Linked DNA regions of Sus scrofa: region 2 is linked to region 1. The links are chromatin contacts, called in public Hi-C maps. All regions are on one chromosome and are shown on one strand. The core of a region is the stretch at or near the end of the contact, and the rest is flanking DNA. Distances in the headings are between cores, read along the strand shown.

The links. Hi-C and Micro-C count contacts between places; a contact is called where the count stands out from the background.
Region 2: a contact with region 1 is called in a Hi-C map of skeletal muscle, with 4 times the contacts expected there. The contact joins the promoter of CTXN3 here to the enhancer-like site in region 1. A contact is called at or near these places in 5 of 47 Hi-C or Micro-C datasets (embryonic fibroblasts, heart right ventricle, psoas muscle and 1 more) and 1 of 2 datasets of contacts at active chromatin or transcription factors (skeletal muscle).

What each region holds. Positions count from the first base shown.
Region 1 is chr2:130,523,264-130,526,628 of Sscrofa11.1, forward strand. The region is part of intron 1 of LOC106509550 (a long non-coding RNA gene); the gene reads left to right. Among named protein-coding and RNA genes, the nearest start is that of CTXN3, 72 kb to the right of the region's middle. Within about 2 kb of position 1,603, at least 6 of the 83 cell types and tissues checked have an H3K27ac peak or open chromatin away from gene starts, as enhancers often do. A contact at or near this core is called in skeletal muscle, where this site is marked.
Region 2 is chr2:130,594,857-130,597,980 of Sscrofa11.1, forward strand. CTXN3 (cortexin-3) reads left to right here and starts at 1,670. Exons shown (of 2, transcript XM_005661613.3): 1 at 1,670-2,505.

The DNA.
Region 1 (3,365 bases), core at 353-2,852:
TATAAGGGACACTACTCATTTCTCAGGATTCCACATAATCCTTTATATGAATTCGACCTGCTTCCATTCCAGTAACTGTCTCATTCCATAACTGTTTAATCTGAAGGCGTAAGAGATATTTCTCTGGAAAAATACTGAGCAATCAGAAGCCCTTCCCTCTTTCCTCAGCTCCTGCCCCATATAAAGATGGAGCACAGGCGTTTGTAGATGCTGAGGCAGGGGAAGCTGGTGTGGGCAGTGGGCGAGGCAAGGTGGGGTACAGAGGAAAGACAGGCTGGGAAGGCTCAGAGAAGGTCATTGGGAAGGACAGAGGCTTCTTTTCTCAGGACTGCTTAAGATACACCCTCCTCCCAGAGGCTAAGCCCTCCTGGGGGAGAAAGAGAAAATAACAGCCAAGAAAACTTTGCATGCAAATCACAGACAGAGAAGAAAGAATATGTATTTGTGTGTTACGTGTGGATGTTTGCGCATGTTTGTGTCAAAAAGAGAAAATATATACTGTGCCAATCACATTCGGGAGCAGCATCTTAGATATGACTGGATATGTGAAGTTACTCAGAGGACTCTGACATCTTAAAACAGTGCACTTCATAAACTGTCTTTGTTACTTGAAAAAAGAAATCTCGGTGCTCTCATCGTGGCTCAGTGGAAACGAACCCAACTAGTATCCATGAGGACGTGGGTTCCATCCCTGGCTTTACTCAGTGGGTTAAGGATCCATCATTGCCATGAGCTATGGCGCGGCTCAGATCTTGCATTGCTGTGGCTCTAGTGTAGGCTGGCAGCTGTAGCTCTGATTCAACTCCTAGCCTGGGAACTTCCATAGGTCACACCTGTGGCCCTAAAAAGCAAAAAAAAAAAAAAAAAAAAAAAAAAAGGAAAGAAAAAGAAAAAGAAATTTCTATGAAAGTGAATTCACAGGAATCATGATAGACTTTTTCAGCTTAAGCCAAGGGACAGCCTCCTTAGAGCTGCTGAATGGTACATAGGAAAGCTTGATATCAAAGTAGGTTCACAATAAACATTACTATCTTCCTCCTTTATTTCATCAAAAGGAATGATAGAAACAAAGGCAGGTAGGAGGGAGAAGAAATGGGGAAAGAGGGAAGGAATCTAAAGTTGGAGAGGAAGAATAGTTTCCCTCAAAAGACTAAATACAAAAGACTAAATACAAAAGACTAAATAATAAGACATGGATGAAATTCTGCATTTAAATAGAGATACTTGTGGACATTTCAGGCCGTTTTCCACAGCCCATCCTGTCAATTCCCTAGTATAGGAGGCTTTTTAAATCTTAGACTTTACAGCCAATTCACTCTGCTACACCGATTGCATAGCTTAAAAAGACATGACACCCCCTGCCCTGCCACCCCACTGGCCAGATTGGAGGTGTCTTTCTATGCTGCTTATCTCTGAGTGTTTGTTTTTAAAGGGAAAAGAAGTTTAGCAGCAGTTGTGAACTGTACCTTTAAAAACTAACCTTTGAAATCAGGCTGTGATCATCTTGACCTTCACTGGACCGTATGATTCTCTAGAAGTCCAGACGCGTGAATAGATCTCTTTGTGTGCTCAGCCCTCGTCCAAGCCAAGCCAGCCTGGGTTTTGTTTTGGCAAGTCCACGAGAACGCCACAGACAAGTCGGTTTTGATTTACAGATACCCGTAAGGAGATGTGATTCCTTTCCAGGAAAAGGGCACGGTGGCTAATTTGCTTTAATTTATATACACAGGGCTCTTTTAGCAGCTGGGACTGCAGTTGGGCTTGGTCAAAGTGGGTGCTTCGGCAGGAAGCATGGCTCCCAAATGCTCAGTGGGAGACTGTCCATCTGGAAAGACACAGAGGCCAGGAGGTGGCAGGTGAAAATGGACAGAGGGAGAATTCAGTGACAGAAACCTCAACATCTCACCGTAAAAGTTTCCAAATTGTATTTCTCTGGATCTGGTTTTCTTTGCTTTCGTTACTTCCTGTTTTTCAGGCACAGGTGGCACTTTTGCCTAGACACTGCTGACTGCTACGGTTTTTTCTGACATGTGGTTTTTGATTGGATTAAGATTTCTATAAAAACTAGGTTGATGTGGCCCAGACAGCATAGTGTCAATTTTCCACTTGTGTACGTGGTTCCTCTTCATGTCATAAGTGAAAGGTATAATGTCACCATCCCCAAAGCCCAACAACATGTATAGGGGCCCCAGAACTCTTTGGATACTTGAACTTCAGTAAGTTTAAGCAAAGAGAAAAATGGGCAGTATCCTTTGGATCGCTAGGACTCCCCTCTAATAGGAGGTCACTCAGCCGCTTTGGCCACAGGGCTAGAAAGGCGGAGCACGGCTGCCTCAGTTTCCAGGCTGGCTGGCTGGGCACGGATGACAATTTTGGCTTGGCCATGGGATGAACCTGCAAGCCCAGGGAAAAGTCTGTGCTGCTCAGAGGGGACCTTAAAGAAAAGCATCCGCTGCAGCTTTTCCAGCCCCCATTCTGCACATTTGTCCTTTGTTCCCTGACAACCCAGAGAGACAAAGGGACTTCTGTCCTTTGACGGGTTGGCCTCCCCTCCGTGGAGCCTTCTGCTCCCTCTCCTATTCTCCACTCCATTCAGACGGTTCCTGGGACCGGAAGGTGATAAAAGAAACACATTTCAAAGAGCGAAAACAAGCATCCAGGAAGGATCTTGCCATCAGGTTGAGACAAATGAAAAGCCCAGGCCTCTAGTTTCTCCATCTGAATCTGGAGCAGCTGAGGAAGAAACGGTGGCTCTGAGCAGCTGTCAGCAGGTGCTTCAGAGGTGGAAGCCTGGGGGCCAAGACACCTCCCTCTTGGCTCCGTCTCTGGTCTGGAAGACTCTAACCTCCCTCTGTCCCATGTCAGTTTCCTCTCCTGCTTGTTGACACTCTTACTTTCCCTCTTTCCTGTCTTTGCTTGTCAGTGTTTATCTTCTGCTCAAAACTCCCCACTCCCATCACCTTCCACCTGCCCAGAAGATCCGCTCAAGTTTCAGCTCTGTATGTAGCCCCCTCTCTAGAGCAGGGAATCCTGGTAATGGCTCTCCCTCAGTAAGGGCTTTTCTTAGGCTTTTTATCTCGCTCAGGGGTTCCCTCCCCTGTGAGGTGCTGTGCTCCTTAGGATAGGCTGATGGTTGCTGTACGCAGTCCCAGCCTTGCAGCGAGGCTGCTTCTTGCTCTCATGCAGAGTGTGGAGCACATGTTCCTGGCTGACAGCATCTCCTGGGGAGCTCACCTTCAACCGGTGGGTGCCTTTCATAATGTGCCTTCCCACTCTTGGCATTTTGGTGTAGAAGGCAGAGCACATGTGCAGGACCACAAGGATGCTTTAGGGAGGATTCTGAGTGCTGGCCCACCACTTCCCCT
Region 2 (3,124 bases), core at 420-2,919, 72 kb after region 1:
CAATACTAATTCATGGTGTTATGTGGTAAAAAGAAAGACTGAATTAACACCCAGGAATAATCCTGGGGTCCTACTGGATCAGAGAATATAGCATATATGATCTATGAAATCATCCAATTTCATCACCATTTCGTGTTTGAAACATGAAAGAGCTCTGTGTAGCCTTCTATGCTCCTTGTTTAAAGCTGGACCAGAAAGCAGAAATTTAGGAAGGAATTCAGAGAAGAGCTGTAAAGATGATTAAAGACTACAGAAACAGGACCTACTATGAAATGGTCAAAGACATAAACTACACAAAGCCTCATTCATTGTTTCAGAATTCAGGATAATTGACATAATGTAAGTGTGAGGGAGACGAGCCATTCCAATTATAATTATCTTATAAAAGCAATATCCAAACTTGGCTGGAGGGTCTTTGCAGCAGCAGATCTTCATCAAATGTTCTTGTCTTCACCTAGTTCGGATTCCTGGGGGGAAGCGCATTCTAACACAGTGGTTAATGACTGCAGCAAGGATGGAATAAAAGAAACATGCCAACTCATTTACACAAAGTAAGCAATGGAGGAGTCAGTTTAAACAGAAGTTGTCTCCGGGCGTGCGGGGGGGTGGGGGGTGGGGGCAGGGGTTGGAATCTACTGCTCTGGGGAGTTTTAAAAATAGGCCAGGCCCTCATCTCCCTGGGATGGCCTCAGCCTGTGGAGTAGCTAGGGAACAGCCCCTCGTGTTCCCTGCCACCTCTGCAGGGCTACAGGCTAAAACAATATCCGAGGGGCCTCCAGGCTGGGGGAGCGCCCGCAGTAACCCATGCTCATTTCTAACTAGAGTCCTTTCTTACCACAAGGAACAATAAGTGTGTAAGTGAGGGAGGGGTCAGAATGTTCCCTGAACCCAACTCTGCTGGCAGTACTGAGACAGGGTGCTCCATTCACCAATACCATCGGCTGAAAAGGGTGAAGGACACCAGTGAGCACTGAAGGGTAGTGCTCTGCTGGGTTTTATTCATCCCATTGTTTTCTTTGTCTCTGTGTGTGTGTGTGAGAGTGTGTGTGAGAGAGAGAGAGAGAGAGAACACATTAAGTTACACTAATTGTAAAAGAAATTCAGCTAAAAATCTGGAAGACATCTGGGAAAGCAATCTTGGTGTTCTTGTGAGGTTAGGTTCTAATGGCAAGCATTTGACTCTGACATGAGATTCTAACACTTAGCATTTGATTTTTCTCAGGCCTGAGGCTTATCCAGGATTGCTGTCTCTCGCTAGCAGATGGGGGTTTTCCTCTCCGAAAACGAGCCCCGTTCTAGTCCCTAGAGCTACTGGGTACTGGCCAACTTCTCGCAAGCGCTGAAGAGACAGCAGAGATGACAGGCACAGGCAGGGTTGGCTTTAAATATCATGCACCCCATCATTTGGTGGGTGGATGTTGTCACTGAGAGTGCTTCCACTTTAACAAAGAAAGTGGTGCGTTGCCAAAAAACAAGGATGTTTCGTCTTAAGGATGATGCTGAATTATTTCCAGAGAAGCATTTTTTTTTAAGATGAATATTATCCTAAAATATTTTCCAAACTTATTTCGGCACTTGAGCCAAGAAAAATAAGTCTTATGTCCCATAACTAGAATCTTTAGAATGAGAACAACTGGCAACAAAGATCCATCTTGATTCATCGAGGGGTCTCGGATGGCCTGTGTGGGGCAGGGTGCCTGCCAAAGTCACAGTTACGCAGGCCAGCCAAAGGAGACCATGGACCTGCCAACCCACAGCCTCGTAACTTTACAAACAGATGGTGAAAATAGGATGTTATTCTTTTTTAATTGTTCCTTCCCCATTGCCTCCCGTAATTGCTGCTTTTCTGAAAGGTCAATTTTGTTTTCTTTAGGAAAAGGAGTCTTTGCTTCATCTCCCAAATGTGAAATTGATGCCCTACCCTAGACGCCTTCCCATTAATTAAGTTGGCCTGAAGGTCATAAAGCGTAATCAATACGGAGGCTGGTTGCTGCAAGGGGCTAAGTGACATCCCCAAAGAGGACTAGTGTCAATACTCAATAGAGAAAAGCAGACCCCCGGTAGATTTATGGCTTTGATTTTGAAAAGGTGTGGGAATGCCCTGGGATGTGTTCACCCACACTCCTTTTGAATGTTAATGTTTTCTTGAAGATGATTTCAGACACACTGCTAGGATACTGCCTCTACTCACTGAAGCAGAAGCCTCTGAAGAGTTGCTGAGGCAGAACTGAAATCATGGCTCGTCTCAGAGAAGCAGCTGTACTGGCCGCTAAGGATGCCTCACACAGAAAGACGATGCTCCTTTAACTCGGGGCTTTTAATGGGAAGTTTCTAAGCCTGAAACAACAGCTTCGGATCTGGGGTGTGCCATCAGCTGCTTGCAGCTACCACTGTCTACAGCTTTAGCACAAGCCTGGTCGGGAAGAATGGAAACGAAAGAGGCTCGTAACTACCTGTAACTGTTCCACCAGGAAATGGATCAAGTGTTTGTTCAACCAGATCCAGGTATTTGTCCAAAATCTGTTTCTGTGATGGGCTAATTATATGCTTTTCTCGAACTTTACAATTTATGCATGAGCCAGAATCGCATGGATGACATTTGGATCCAAGATCTGAATTTAGATCTAGCTGTCAGATAAAGTCTAATTAAACAATTGCTAGGCAAAGTTAATGCCAGGGGGGTACAATGGAAAAATGCTTAATTGTAAAGCATGCTTAAGTTTATAAGGCTGCTGCCACTGGGTAAGGGAGCAGTAAGAGAGGCTGTTTTTCTTTGCTAAGCTGCAGTAAGTTTTGCCTAAAAGCTATTGCCCACTACATTATTTTTTCCCCGTTCACTTAAAACATCCAACCTTCCAAAAGGTAACAGGGATGTTTTAATTTGTTTATAAAGGCTCACAACCCAACAACTCATAATGACAGTGCTGCCCATCCCTGGAGATGAGCAGTGTGGAGCCCTAGCCCTTTGAGCTCTCAGCAAGCACCCTTTTTCACTAGGAAACACACAAGGAAAGGGAAACGAAAATAGAGTAGAACAGTGAGGTTTACTGTTTGAAGTTAAAAGTTCCAGTTTGCTAGTGGTGCCTTTTGATACTCCCATTTACAGACTGGCACTTGCACAGTG